3 separate regions of the Hordeum vulgare genome follow, and all the other regions are linked to region 1. The links are chromatin contacts, called in public Hi-C maps. All regions are on one chromosome and are shown on one strand. Each heading gives the region's core, a stretch centred on a gene start, on an enhancer-like site or on the middle of the called end of the contact. The rest is flanking DNA. Distances are from core to core; before and after follow the strand shown. Region 1 holds the start of LOC123411604 (mitochondrial import inner membrane translocase subunit TIM8). Region 2 has its middle 9.1 kb from the start of LOC123414437. Region 3 holds the start of LOC123413118.

Evidence for each region. Hi-C and Micro-C count contacts between places; a contact is called where the count stands out from the background.
Region 2: a contact with region 1 is called in a Hi-C map of leaf, with 4 times the contacts expected there. The contact joins the enhancer-like site here to the promoter of LOC123411604 in region 1. A contact is called at or near these places in 2 of 6 Hi-C or Micro-C datasets (both in leaf).
Region 3: a contact with region 1 is called in a Hi-C map of leaf, with 5 times the contacts expected there. The contact joins the promoter of LOC123413118 here to the promoter of LOC123411604 in region 1. A contact is called at or near these places in 2 of 6 Hi-C or Micro-C datasets (both in leaf) and 1 of 1 datasets of contacts at active chromatin or transcription factors (embryo).

Annotation. Positions count from the first base shown.
Region 1 is chr7H:211,393,582-211,398,722 of MorexV3_pseudomolecules_assembly, forward strand. LOC123411604 (mitochondrial import inner membrane translocase subunit TIM8) reads right to left here and starts at 2,086. Exons shown (of 2, transcript XM_045104569.1): 1 at 1,959-2,086; 2 at 1-343. The coding sequence starts at 1,994. The coding sequence ends at 158.
Region 2 is chr7H:211,630,074-211,635,214 of MorexV3_pseudomolecules_assembly, forward strand. No RefSeq gene overlaps it. Among protein-coding and RNA genes, the nearest start is that of LOC123414437, 9.1 kb to the left of the region's middle. Within about 2 kb of position 2,113, at least 1 of the 3 cell types and tissues checked has open chromatin away from gene starts, as enhancers often do. A contact at or near this core is called in leaf, where this site is marked.
Region 3 is chr7H:211,562,088-211,567,228 of MorexV3_pseudomolecules_assembly, forward strand. LOC123413118 reads left to right here and starts at 2,629. Exons shown (of 2, transcript XM_045106072.1): 1 at 2,629-4,404. The coding sequence starts at 3,319. The coding sequence ends at 4,017.

The DNA.
Region 1 (5,141 bases), core at 836-3,335:
TAACCAAAGGTTCACCACAGATACAACTACTAACCAAGCGTTTACGACACAAGATTAAATATTTTCACTGTTAAAACTCGCCATTGTTGGCATGTGAAAAGGAAGCTCAGAGTTTGGAAAGTTTTTGATGACGCAACCGGCTGCAGTTGGAGACGCCCTACTGCATCTGAAACCTCTTCGCAATTATCATACTCATGTCCAGATACCTCTGAGCGCAATTGGTCAGGCAGGTAGTTTCACCGGAGCTGAACTTGCTTCCTGGGGTGCCGGTGATGCATTTGTCCCAGCACACATTCGTCAGCTTGGTTACCATCTCACTCATCATCATCCTTTGCTTCTCTTGCTGCAGAATTGAAGAAATTCACATAAGTCCTGTTTTCCCAGTTACAAACGATAACTAACACAACACAGTAGAACTACTCAAAATACCACTCCCTCCATCCCGAAAAAGTGTCGCTGACTTAGTACAACATTAGTCACCGACACTTATTTTAGGACGGAGGGAGTACATAGTTTTTATAGGTAGCATAGTCATCAGCTGTAAAAGCATGAACATATAGTTGTGGGACTTGTATAGTGGCATGGGGCAAACTTATACGGATGCTATAAATTTCCACAGAATGGGTGAATTCAGATGGGTCCACGGTATGTAGTTATAAAGCATGATCTAATGGACAAGCTCAAGAATTTTTGTCATCTTATAAAAGTCAAAAGTACTAGAAGTAGATTACAACACCAATTGCTGCTTTGACACAAAAGGATGATCCCCTTGCATATTTTGGATGCAAACATGTGATCAATATGTGCAATGGGATTTTCCATTAATATGTAAAGTAGAGATATACAAATAGCTTTTCAGTGTCACTGAAGGTAACCAAGGGGGCAGCTTTTTCCCCTAAAAATATACTCCCTCCGTCCCAAAATTCTTGTCTTAAATTTATCTAGATATAGATGTATCTATATACTAAAATGTGACTAGATACATCTATATCTAGATAAATCCAAGACAATAATTTTGGGACGGAGGGAGTATTAATGTTACAATCTGCGGAACGAATTACATACTACAACAACAGCACGAACTTTATTCTATGTGGCAACTGAAAAATTGCCAGCATGTGATATTGTCGATGTACCATGAGGGAAAACAGTAGCAAAGCAAATCAACGTAAGCACATAGCAAGTTCACAACAAAGTTAGCAAGAAACAAGTATGTTAACTGTTAAGTGAAAATATAAGTTCTCCTTTTAATGAGCCCCAGAACATATATGAATCGTAAAGACTAACTTCCTCAGAAGACATGTTAGCCTATTTATTATAGGCTTAACACACTACAAGCCAATAAATCATGACAGTTATGGTATCTCGAGCAAGAAGAAGACCAAAGATCAGACGGCAACAAACAAATGCGAAAATAGTGTCTGGCACATTACGCAATAGTTCCTTGCAAACTAACAGCTGCGCTAGCAAATAGTTCAACATAGTTCTAATGCGCCGGGATCTCAACCGTTGAACTATTTTACCTCTGATTAACAATGCAAACCCGTATCTAGCTTCATAATACAAGCAGTTGCAACATAGCCGAACCGAACGATCCAAAACTTAACAAGCATCACCATTCGAATCACGAACACATCCTCAATCGAAATTAGACCACCACATCGCACTGCCCGCATGCTTCCGCTAAGAGAAATTTCAGATCCACTCCACCACTAATCGCACCGGCAGAGACCAGAACCCGCACGAACTAACCCGCGCCGTCCTCGGCTGTCCACAGATCCGCAACACACACAAGATAAAACACGCAGATACAGCAGACCCTAAGCAATCGGCGCCCGCGTTCAACGATTACATCACATACGCGCACGCCCAAATATACCAGGAGATGGGCCGTGGTAGCAACACATAAACCCCCGAAATACCAGATTGCAATGAACATCAAGAAGCTCCCGTCTTACCTCCAGGAACTGGGCTAGCTCGGGGGAGGTGTCCATGGCTGCCTCTCGCCGACTCGCTCGTCCTTAGAACCCTAAACCCCTTCTGGTTTTTGCTTGGACAAGGAGGAGAACTACCGGATTGGGGGATTGGGGGATCGGAGGAGGCGGCCGCCGGGTTATGTATGGAGCGGGTAAGGTTAGGCGTCCTGGTTGGGTCGCACTTTGGGTAAACTTGGACCGGGATAGCAAGGATTCGACAGGTCCAAGATGGGCCAGTTTGATGGAAGGCTCGAGATGTAAAGTTTGTGGGTTTGCAAAAAGTTCACAAATTTATGGGTTTGAAAAAAAGTTCCCAATTTGAAAAGGGGGAAAGAATCTAGTCAAAAAATTGAAAAGGTGAAAAGAATCAAGTCACAAACTTGAAAAAAGAACTTTCAAATTTCTGACTAGAGTACTCAAACTTTTACAACGATTAAGTTTGTGGGTTTGAAAAAAGTTCACAAATCTGAAAACAAATCAAAAAAAGTTCAAGAATTTGAAATATCACAATGTTTTTCTTAAAACCAAAAAAAATAGTTCATGAATTCATAATTTGTTCTTGAACTTGAAAAAATTCATAATTTGTTCTTGAACTTGAAAAAAATAAAAATAAAATAATGAAAATGGAAAAAATAGGGAAAATATAAAATGAGAAAAGGAAAAGCGATAAATAAAACTACAAAACAGAATGAAAACTTGATAAAAAATAACCAACCCAGAAAACTGGAGTAAACCTTCTAGAAGGTTCACAAAACCTATGTTGGAAGAGATTCGTTTTGGGTCGGCCGAGTTAGCTACTCACAAAAAACGTGTAAACACGAATTAGAAAAATAAATTGTAAACAATGCAACAAGCGCTAAATAGGAATCAGGATTTGCACCATCCAACTACATGTTTAAATTTGCAAAACCATAACTTAGTTAATAGCTACCCCTTGCAAAGATCACTATCATCTTCTCTCGTGGTGAGACATTATGCACTTCACAAGCACAAGTGAAAACCCACTATTTTAGCGTTATTTTATTTATTCTGTGAGTCGGAAGCGGGGCATATGCGACACTTATTACAATTTGAAAGTTTTGCTGGGCTTTTTTCTTTGTTGATTCGTTTATCAAAACATTTTATCTTTAAACTGTGTGTCCAAATAACAAACAGTTTTCATTATTGAGTTTCACGCGTTAAGTTGTTTGAAACTAAATTGTATGTTGATAGGTTTAGATAAAAAAATAAAAAAAACATGAAATAAGCAAAAATAGATTAAAAAACAAGAAACGGAAAAAGGAAAAAAGATAAAACCGAAAACACATGTGATTTTCACTTTTTTAGAAGCACACACGTGATTCACCATACTTGTGATTTTCATTTTTCACTTTCCCGAAAGCACAAATGTACTTCACCAAAAAGTACATATGTGCTTTTCACTTTTTACTTTTCAAGAAGTATAGTTACGGAAAGCAGTTGTGCATCACGTGGAAGCACAACTCTGCCTTTTCAATTTCAGAGAGCACAACTACACTTTACACGAAAGCACATCTATGCTTCACCGGGGAATACACACGTGCTTTGTGTTTTTCATACAGTGTGTTTCACGGGACAAAAACTAATAAAAAGGTAAACTGACTTTTTTTACAAAAACCTAGAAAAGGCGAGGCAAAATCTAGAAACTAAGAGTAAAAAGGAACAAAAACATGTGTAGAAATGAAAAAAATCTCGCACGCTCAGTGTGCGACACGTGGTAGGAGTGGGGCGCACCACACAGCGCGCCCGTGCGAGCATCCGCTGGAACCTGTCGGCACTACGGTAACCGCCAACTAGTTAGGCCTTTATTTTGCCCTCAGAAGTTTTGTTTTTGAAGACATCCTATCATGACATACTTTAGAGGTTTTTTGTTTAGGTATGTAAATAAACATGATTTTATAAATGTTCATTTACACTAATATGGGCAGATACATCTAAATATACTAGAATATTTATATCATGTTCTAACGCACATATAATTTTTAAGTATGATGTAATATTCATAAGAAGAGACAAAAAATGTGGTCAAACTTCTCCCTCAACGACAATATCCGTATATTTCTTGAGCCCCCTCTTCTCTTTCCCTTTCATTTTTATCACAACGTTCAAACTCTAAGAGGGGAGGAGGTATTTGTTGGAGCCCTATTGTTCCACGTCTTCCACTTCTCGATGCTTGTCGGCCCCGTCTTCTACTATGGCTCCCTCAATAAGCGTGGGGCTGCCCCTGCAATGACATCCTCCTTTCCTTCTTCTAGCCATCTTGGTGGTGGTAGGGGAATTTTCTGGAAATGTGCTATGATGCTAGGGCCTTGGGGTGGCCATTGTCCTAGGATCAAAGCTTCCAGCAAGGTTGACTTGCCCTGACCTGCAAATGGACCTCCGAAAAATTGTTGTCTATTGCTTCCATCGTGGTGACGCACGAGAGGAAGCGGTCACAGGGAATGCTGAATGAGGCGGGTTGGGTTTGAGAGCACACCCGGTGGTTGTTTTGGAAAAGTTGTGGTGCCCTTCTTGGTTGTTTACTGACCTCCATCGAGTTGGCATATCTTCAGGTCAAAGGGCGACCAATATCATTCCTCCCAGCAACGATACTCAAAGGGAGGCAGTCAGGCAGATATGCTTCACGGTGTATTCCATGGCATGGCGTCATGGAGGTCATGTTGTCCCAAGTGGTATAGTCTCCGGCATCGTTGATACGTCTTGGATGCTATTATATTATCAATCTTGGATGCTTTATATGCATTTATATGTTGTGTTATATCATTTTAGGGAACTAACCTATATTACATTCTTAAGAAGTTGGTCCCAGTTCTCTCAACATGCAAAGTGTCCACCTCAACGTCCCACTAAGCATTGCATTTAAATCATCTCTTCCATTAAGCCATGCAAAAGCTCCCGCATAAGGGTTGTCAAGATGCAAAGTGTCCACAACGTCCCATTAAGAAATGCATTTAAGTCTTCTCTCCCACTAGGACATACAAAATCTGCCACATAAGCGAGTGATGCATTCAACTTAGAAATTACAAATATTTTGGCCTTAGACTATGCATGTAACGTTGTCGCATCATATATTCATGTTAGTGATCCTTCACATTTTTGTTCGGAATAACCTTTTTAACTGTGATTAAAAATCTTATTCTATTTTTA
Region 2 (5,141 bases), core at 863-3,362, 240 kb after region 1:
ACCTATAGGAATGATGAGGGACCGGTTGGGTTATTATTTTCCTTTTTTTGTCCGGTCACGTACGAATAATCATTTGAGGCGTCCGACTGTAGATGCTTTAAGGTAGGCAAAGAAGAAGACTATGACACCTTAAGCAATCTGACTCAACTGCAAGGTATCTTTTTGTGCATAGGCTGAAAGAGCACATCCTTTAAAAGCATTTGACCAATGTTTTCGACTATGTGCAGGAACAGGCGAATGAGTTTACCTCCTGCGTGAAGGAAAAGGCTGCCTTTTCCGAAACTTCAATCCTAATTAGCTAAGCTCTAGGTTGACATGATACTGCATGATTTATTGACAAGTATATATGCCCTTCTTCTGAATTATTTCTTTAACTGTTTGTCGATTCTTTTCCATGTAAAGCATTTCACTCCGCCGATGCGAATGTTTGGCTCTTGGGTCGATTATTCCAGCCAAGTGTGATTTTTCGTGAAGAAATGACAACCGTGGTGTTATGGGCAAAAAAGAAATTAATGATATCCGTTGGTTTCGATACGTTATGTGGGCGGATTAACGACGATATTGATTTTAGATATGGGAATAAAAGCACTTCACATTATTGAATATGTAGGTGTAAGTAATTAATGACTTCGAGTGGATTGATGTATGCTTTTGCCAATTTTTATAAAATAATTAATAAAGATGACTGCATGCATCAATTGATGCAGAGACAGAGAGTTTAACCTTCTTTAAAAAAAAAGTCAAAAAAAATCAGTGCTCTAAAAAAGCCATTCTAGAAGCATTTTGGAGGCCCTTTTCTTCACATAGAACAACCACCATGCATGTCATTTTTACGTGAAAATTCACACATGAATAGAACAGTCAATCATGTTTGTTAAACAAATTCAATTTTATTTTTTTGTTATTTTTTTAGATTCTAGTGTTCACACGGGCTCGAGGGATCATTGGTCGGCATCTACGGTGGAGCGGCGTTCCTTGTGACACATCGATGTCGTGGAGTCTCGGCGGCGAGGCGCAACAATGTCTCGGCGACGGATGCGTGATGATGAGCGCGCGTAGGGAGGAGGCGTTGTCTGGCGCCGTGGGTGCATCGACGGCAGGCCTTGCAAGGTCGATGCGTCAGTAACTCTTCTGAAGATGGATTGATGGAAAGCGGCGGCGACGACCTATGAGGGTGCGTTCGACCGGTTTGTGCCCCTGACCCGGTATGTGGCTCGGTCGGGCACTCCGGCTTTAGATGTTAGGCTAGGTGAGAGGTCTGGGTATGTGACTCACACTTCCTGCATCCCTTCATCATTGGATAGAACTAGCGATAGATGTTGTCAAGAGGGCGACTTCAGATATATTGATGTATTGCTTTATAAGATCTTTGTGCATAATTAATAAAATGGCTGCATGCATCTTCGAGATGCAGAAGCCGGGGATCATCCTCCTTTTTTAAAAATAAAATAAAATATAATGTGGAACCATGTCAAAGATAGCATTTTCGTTGACTCTGCGCCCTAAATGAGTTATTTTTCATTGTATGTGTTTTGTGCTAGACTAGATGGGTTGCAAGGCACTAACTAGCCAGTTTGGTACTGAAGTGGATATGTAGCCTTTGCTTCTTCAAGCACACAAGCAGATCACATGACAGAGGATTAACTTACTTTATGATGCTGCAAGCTAAGTGGTAGCTTGCCCTGTTGTATAATTGACCGCATAATATTAATATTGATGACTTGAAGGGACTAATAAATTCCAACAGGTGTGATTTGTTAGTTAGAAAGAGAGCTTAAAACCCTCTGCTTAAAGTCATGATCAGCCCAAGAAACTAAGCCATTTAGGTCTATTTTGTAAAGCAGGATGAGAATCACATCCAGTATGTGCCTTACAACTGTCCTAGACTTCAGCCTGACAGATAGCAACTCTAACTATTACTTAATCATAGAAAAGCAAGACAGCAAGTCCTGATCATCTAGGTCACGACATATGCTTGCACATAAGCAGTTGCTTGCTGGATTTTCTTTTTCAACGGGCGGCAGGATTTTCACTAAAGTGGAATATAGTCCCAAATCATGATTCACGCGTCGCAGGTAGGCACGAGGGGGTCGCTTCTTTGTGGCTGCATGCTTCTTTGTATATTGGATAGAGATTGAAACGGCAACGAGATAGGAAGAATATTTCAGGGGTTTAGCTCCAGAGCAAGGCAAAGAATGAGACTGGCTGGAAAAGAAAGATGGAAAGGCAAACTGAAAAGATAACTGAACTTTCTCACCGTATATCCTACTCTCAATCAGAAGCAATCCCTTTGACCAACCCAATAACTACATGATTGTACGCGCGTACGTTGGCGGCCTGCAGTCCTGCACTGCCCTGGCTAGACTAGACTACCCAGCCTTGGTGTAAAATGTGTGAGAAGACTAGATCAAAAGGCAAGGGGAGAGAACATGAAGCTGGCTGGCACCATGTATGAACACAGGATGAACAAAAGGCAGCCGTAATTTCTTCTTCTTTATTTCCTTTCAGTTATGATGGAGATTGGAGAATAGAGTTTGTACTTCCTGTCATTCAAGGTACTTTTCTTGCAGCACTTGCATTGCTTCAAGTAACATGTAGCATCCTTGTCAAAAAAGGCAGAGTAATGAAGATAACAGGCACGGTCACTTCTAGACTCATATATCTATAGCATCAGGCCAAACCTAAGGGAGAGGCTGATTCGGATCCTAGCCGTTCAACTTGAATCTAATGCTTCAAATAATTCACATGTTATAGCTTAATATTTTGAGGATCTTAGGGCAACTCTAACCGATCCCTTAGAGCATCACCCCATATAATGCCCGACTCGCAAAATAACCGTCAAAATACAGGTCTGTACGAAAAAAAGTTGCCGGATCAGACCCTCCAAACTTGTCGGATCCGTAAATGTTTTTGCGGGACGCGGTAAAAAGCTCCTCCCAATCTGTAAAAACACAGTTTTCGCGTCCGCTTTTACGGTGCCTTGTACCGAGAGGAACCAGTTGGCGGGAGCCCAACTGTCATGGAAACAACTTTCGCATCTGCTGTCTACGTCCAGCGTACGCCGCCCCGGATGTCCCGAACGCCGGCCGCCCGTCCTCGCGGCCACCCTGCTCGTCCTAGCCGGATTTGACGTCGGCGACGGAAGCTAGCTAGCTAGCTCCGGGCTCCTGGATGGATTCCATGAGCGGAGCTAGCTAGCTAGCTCCTGAACGGATTCGTGGACACCAGATATGGATTTGTGGACGGATGAGCTAGCTAGCTAGCTCGCTCCTAGATGGATTCGTGGACGAAGCCTCCGTATTTAGGAACACATTTAGTTGACCATGGACAAGTGCACAGGAAGAAGAAGATGTGGAGAACAAATGTAAGCAAAAAGTTTGATTTACAGTTTAAGTTTAAGGGATCTCTTCCCCCGCAGCTCGAACCGACCCGTAAAGGGGCATCTTCTATGAATATTCTTTTTTACAGGTTCATTTTGTAGGGCCTGACTCTGTCCTCGTCGCGCCGGCCCGTAAAGCCGTTTTTCCGCGAAGTGTAAACGTGTTTTACAGGTCGGCGTTATAAGGGGTCTGCTGGAGATGCTCTATCCCTTAAACCGCGGAACTGAAAACGTGGTTTTTAGTTAGTGAAAAACGTGTTTTAAGGACCGGTTTATGCTCCGACTGAACAGAACCCTTAAAGTTAAACTATAAAATCGAATATCCACTTTATATTCTTTCTCAAGTTTTCTTCTCCGTCTCGCCCATGTCCACTGCACGAAGCAGCCAAATACGAAACCACTAGCGTCGAGAACAGCGCACAAAGCTAGCTCGTCCATCGCTGGCTCGAACCAGGAGCTTCTCCTTCGCCGCTGTAACGAGCTCCTCCGTAGTTGCTCGAGTTTTCGACAAGAATCAATCCAAACGGCCAATACAAAGCCGCAATCGTGTTGGAAATATGCCCTAGAGACAACAATAAATTGGTTATTATTATATTTCCTTGTTCATAATAATCGTTTATTATCCATGGTAGAATTGTATTGATTGGGAACTCAAATACATGTGTGGATACATAGACAACACACTGTCCCTAATAAGCCTCTAGTTGACTAGCTCGTTGATCAAAGATGGTCAAGGTTTTCTGACCATAGACAAGTGTTGTCACTTGATAACGGGATCACATCATTGAGAGAATGATGTGATGGACAAGACCCAAACTATAAACGTAGCATATGATCATGTCAGCTTGTTGCTAATGTCTTCTGCATGTCAATGTATCTATTCCTATAACCATGAGATCATGCAACTCCCGGACACCGGAGGATACCTTGTGTGTATCAAACGTTGCAACGTTGCTGGATGACTATAAAGGTGCTCTACAGGTATCTACGGAGGTGTCTGTTGGGTTGGCATGGATCAAGACTGGAATTTGTCACTCCGTGTGACGGAGAGGTATCTCGGGGCCCACTCGGTAATACAACATCACAATAAGCCTTGCAAGCAATGTGACTAAGGAGTTAGTCACGAGATCTTGTATTACAGAACGAGTAAAGAGACTTGCCAGTAACTAGATTGAACTAGGTATAGAGATACCGACGATCGAATCTCGGGCAAGTAACATACCAAAGGACAAAGGGAACTACATACAGGATTAACTGAATCCTTGACATAGAGGTTAAACCGATAAAGATCTTCGTAGAATATGTAGGATCCAATATGGACTTCCAGGTCCTGCTATTGGATGTTGACCAGAGAGTGTCTCAGTCATGTCTGCATAGTTCTCGAACCCGCGGGGTGTGCACACTTAAGGTTCGATGACGTTTCGGTATAGTTGAGTTATAGGTGTTGGTTACCGAAGGTTGTTTGGAGTCTCGGATGAGATCCTGTCACGAGGAGCTCCGGAATGGTCCGAAGGTAAAGGTTGATATATAGGAAGTCCTGTTTTAGTCACCGGAAAGGTTTCGGCGTCATCGGTAGTGTATCGGGAGTGCCGGGAGGGTGCCAGGGGATCACCAGGATGGGTGTGATGACCCTAGGGCTACATGGGCCAAGCGAAGAGGCAAACCAACCCCTGGTGGGCTGGCCGAAGCCACCTCTAAGGGCCCATGCGGCTGTAGTGGAAAATAAGGGAAAAATACAGAAGGTGGAAAAGGTTTCCAAGTG
Region 3 (5,141 bases), core at 1,379-3,878, 170 kb after region 1:
GTGAAAAACTAAATATAACAGCAAAGAAAAAGAGGAACAAGTGAATTAAATTTTGTGTGGAGTTACTTGAAAGTTGGTGATGATATTCCTCGGCAACGGCGCCAGAAGTCCTGCGTGATACTAGTGATCTGCGTTGGGTTTTCTGTGAAGAGGAACGGGTAATCGCCGCACAAAGTGGGTAAGTATTTCCCTAAGTTTTGAAACCAAGGTTTATCAAACCAATAGGAATATCAATCCACAACCATCTTCAGTGGTTGCATACAAAAGAACAAACAACTTGCACCCAGCGCGGGCAAGAGGGTTGTCAATCCCCCTGGTGTCATTATTTGCAAGCGAACGAGGTCCGTAGATAATTGTAAAATGCAAAATAAAATAAACATAAATACATGGAAGCAAAGTATTGGAGGTTTTAGCAATATGTTGTGGATAGACCCGGGGGACATAGCTTTCCCTAGTGGCATCTCTCATGAAATAAGCATACGGTGGGTAAACAAATTACTATTGGGCAATTGATAGAAGAGTGGATAGTTATGCAATTTTCATGGCAATGATTATGTAAATATAGGCATCACGTCCATAAACAAATAACAGGACTCCTGCCTGCACCTATTACTATTACTCCACTTCAAGAGCGCTTTTATTCTTGCCTCTCTATGTAGTAAGTTCATGACAAACGAAGTAATGCTTGGAGTAAAATGACATGATGTAGACAAAGTAAACTCAAGTAGTATGAATAAACCCCATCATTTTACCCTTAGTAGAAGCAAAACAAAGACACAACTTGTCCCCTTCTGTCATTGGAATATAGAAACTCGCCATGTTGAACCTACTATAACGCACCTCTCTCACCGAAGAAATATCAATCTAATTGGCCAAACTATTTCAATAGATCGGAGAGTATTATGAAGCTAATGTAATCATGCACATAAGAATAATATTATATATCAGAGAAGAATTAAATATTTATCATGAATAATATGAACATAAATCCATAATTCATCGGATCCCAACAAACGCACCATACAAAAGAGTTACATCATATGGATCAAAGCGAAGATGCGGTGATCATTGTATTGAAGATAGAAGAGAAAATATATGCCATCTAGGTACTGCCATGGACCCGTAGGTCTATGTGAAATACTCACATATCATCATGAGGGTAGAAAGGTTGTTGAAGAAGCCCTCCGTGATTGATCCCCCTCCGACAGAGTGCCGGAACAGAGCTCTAGACGGCCTCCCGTCGGAACAGAGACTTGCAGCAGCATAAAAAGTGTTTAGGGACCTCCTTTTGATGTTTTTAGGGTAAATAAGAATTTATAGGCCAGAGAACGGAGTCGGGGGAGCCACGAGGCGGGCACAAGCTATCAAGGCCCCCAGGCCACGGCCAGATGGCTTGTGAGAGCCTCGTCTGGCTCCCGACCTTCTTTCGATGCTCCACGGTGTTTTTTGGTCCAACAAAAATTCATAAAAAGCTTTAGGTCCATTGGTCTTCGTTTGGTACTGGAACTTGAAAAATGGAAAAACATGTAGAAAAGAGAAACTAGCACTAGGCATTGGGTCAATAGGTTAGTGCTCAAAAATAATGTAAATTGGTAGATAAGTGGCAACGTTGGGTCATTGGGTCACTCGCATTGGGTCACTGGCGACGTTGGGTCACTGGCGCTAGGCATTGGGTCACTAGCAACGTTATCGTCAACGCCGCTCAAGCTGTGGGCGGCGCCTCGCCCCGGGACCTGTGGGCCGACTGGGCGGCGGAGGAGGACCGTGCGATGGCGCTCTTGGTGTCGATGGGTGGGCGCCCGCGGTTCGGGGATCGGCTCGCGAAGGCTGTGGCCACGGATCTCGCCGGGGCGATGCCATCTCCTTTGACGGATCTTCCTGCTACCCTGGTACGCTCCCACTCGGCCCCTCCCCCTCCCCCTCCTCCATCTCTCCGTCGGCCCAGTGCTACTCCCTCTTGTGGTGGTCGTAGATGCCGGCCCTGGTCCTGGGGCGTCTATGGGCGTGCTGTTCTTGGGGCGTCGGCTGGAGGGGCGCGATGATCTATGGGATCCTGCGATGCTGGAAGTCGTGCCCTATGGGCTGCTTGTGATGCCCCCCCCCTCCGCCGCTGCTGGCCCCTCGGCGGGTGCCCTCATGGCCTCCTTCCGCGCATTCCGGCCGTCGTTGCCGACGGTGGTGACGTTGCCGCGTCGCCCGGGTGGTGGTGGCCAGGTAGAAACCCTGCCCAACCATCCCACCGAGGTGCGCGATGGTCTAGGCCGATGTTTGGGCCTTGGGCCGCAAACGTCAAGGGGCGAGGGTCACTGGGCCCACGAGGGGGGTGGTGCACGTCACTAGGGTGGGCCTCGCTCCTCCCAGGTCTACTGGGTCTGCGGTGTTGCCCGGCCCACCTACGGGCATAACCCTAGCTGGGTGCATGATCCGCTATGGCCCGCCCTTCCGCCGCCACTCTCGTCCCCTCCCCGCGCCGTCACCCCTACTCGCTCCTCCTCGCCACGTCCACACATGACACGCGAGGTCGATGGTGACGCTCCTCGCCCGAAGCGCCGGGACCCGATGAGCGAGGATTGACCTGGAGGCCGCGTCGTGGTGCATCTCCCCCTCGGCCAGCCGACGGGAGTCCGAGCTGCGTGGCTCGCTCCTCAAAGGAAAAGGCAAGGACGTGGCCGACGCGGAACCCTCATCCTAGAGGGATTCCCGTCCTCCGCTCGCTCCCCCGACCACTGGAGGGACCGGGAGGAGCGGTCCTCCCCACGTGGTTGTTGGTCCCGCTCTCAAGTGCGCTCAGGTCGCTCGGAGCGATCCCCGCCTTGCCACTACAACCCGCCCAAGCGCCAGGCCCAATTCCCACCGTCTGGTATCGGTGGCAAGGCGGGCAAGGCTGGCAAAGTCACTTTTGCCAAGAAGAAGAAAAAGAAGGGCGGTCATCCCTCCAATGGCGATGCCGAGAAGGCGTCTTAGGTGTCCCACCCTTTGGCCCCATATACGGTGGACGCTCCGATCGCGGTTGCCGCTCGCGTTGTGGCTGTGTCGTGCTTCAACTGCGGGGAGGAGGGCCATTACCAAGCCGTATGCAAGAAACCCCCGTCCTGCCACAAATGCAAGCGCACAGAGCACCCTGCTCTGTTGTGCCCAGAGGGTGGCCTAGACAATGAGATGATGTTGTAGAGTCACGCACTCGATGATTTCAGATACTACCAGCTAGAGGTTCCTGAGGCTCCTGCTTCATCGGCGCTCTCTGCCCTCATCTCGGTCCTGGGTGGGAGGACTGCATCTCCTGCCATCATAACGGCAGAGCTGCAGCACCTCTTCAAGATGAACTGGAATTGGGGGGTCACGAAGATCTCGGATCATGAGTTCACACCACTCTTCCCTGATCCAGCTAGCCTGCGCTTTGGAACCCCCATCGGTGAACTCACCTTGACTCTAAACAAGCTCACCGTCAATATCTCTGTTCCGGAGGTTGATCCTCTTGTTGCGGCCGTGCTTGAGCCTGTGTGGGTTCAGATTAGGGGCGTTCCCCCGATTGCCAAGCAAATCAAGGTGATTCGCAAGATGTCGCAGCTCCTTGGAAAGATTCTGGAGGTGGACGAGGCGTCCCTGTTCAAGACAACAGTACGTGTCAAACTCCCGACCCATGACTCGTCCAAGCTCCAGACTATCATGCAAATCTTCTTCAACCGCGCGGGCTACAACGTCCGTATCTCCGTCGAGGACGCGGAGACGCTGGGTGACGGAGGCTTGCCGCCCGACGCGGGCCACCCTGGGCCCAAGGATGAGGGTGGTGTGGGCACTGGTCGTGACCCTCCCGTTGCCGTCCATCCGCGTCCCCCTCGGCTGGCAGCGACGATGATGTCGCGGATGATGCGTCGGGCCCACTATCGCAGCCATCTCAGGCCGCCGGTCCGGACAAATCCACTACATCCCTGGACGCTGGTACGCTGGTGGGTGAGGCTCAGCACACACCTCTCCCACGACCAGGGGAGGACCCGCCGGACTCTTGTGGCTCCGTGATGCCGGCCTCACCTCGCTCACTTGGGGCGAGCGATGCCAATAGTGTGGGGTTGGAGGTCTTCCCACCCTCTTCGCCCCGGGTGGGTTCATCGGTGGGGCGTTCAGATGAGCCCAACCCCACTCTGTCACTGCTGCCAACACGTGATGGGCCCGATGGTTCGCCTTCGTCCCCTGATGCGACGATGCACCCCTCCACCCGGCTGTTTGACAGGCCCCTAGACCCGCCGCCTCACCCACCCCGTCCCAAAGGCAGGCCCTAGTTGGCCTCTTCTCCTACGACGGTGGCATGGAAGAGTGCGCTCATCGATTCTTCGAGCGTGGTGGGGGCGTCGCCCAACGCCATCGAGAAGGCCGAGCGTCGGGCGGCGTTACGTGACCTGGACCTAGGTCCGTCCCTCGACCCTTCCATTGCAACTTCTATTGGTGATGTTTCGTTATCCTTTTCCGTGCTTGTGAGTGTACCCCTTGGTCGGCTGGCTAAAATTGCATACGATGCTGCCATAGTGTTTCGTGGGGAAAAAGGTCCCGCGATTGAGCAGCTCGCTGCCATTCAGGCAAAGCAAATCCTTGATGAATGCCTGTTGGCAGCACGGGCTTGGGCTACAGCTGAGGGTACGAATACCTCACGGCCTCTGGCGTGTGGGGAGGTTGGCCCTCTGGCCCCGACGGAGATCCGCGGCCGCAATCGTGCCCGCACTTTGCTGCTCCACCGCACCAACAGCGCCTTTGCTGCTCCAGGATCCAGGGTGGACCCCCTAGATGGATAGGTGCGGGCACTATTTTGGAACCTCCACGGCTTTGGGAATGATGGCCGCCGCAGGCAGCTCATCGACTACATGTTGGACGAAGCCATTGACATCGTTGCCATCTCTGAAACCATGCGAACTGATTTTTCGCTACCCGAACTAGAGCACCTTAGTAGGCACTTATTTGCCTGGCACTGGCTACCCTCCTCGGGGGTAGCTGGCCACTCGGGTGGCATCCTCCTAGGGGTGAAGGATACCACATTTGATGTTGGGTCCATGGACCGGGGAGAGTTCTTTGTTAGCATGGAAGTGTGGGAACGAGATGTGAACTTGAAATGGGAAGTCATAGTGGTGTATGGTCTATCCAACGACACATGA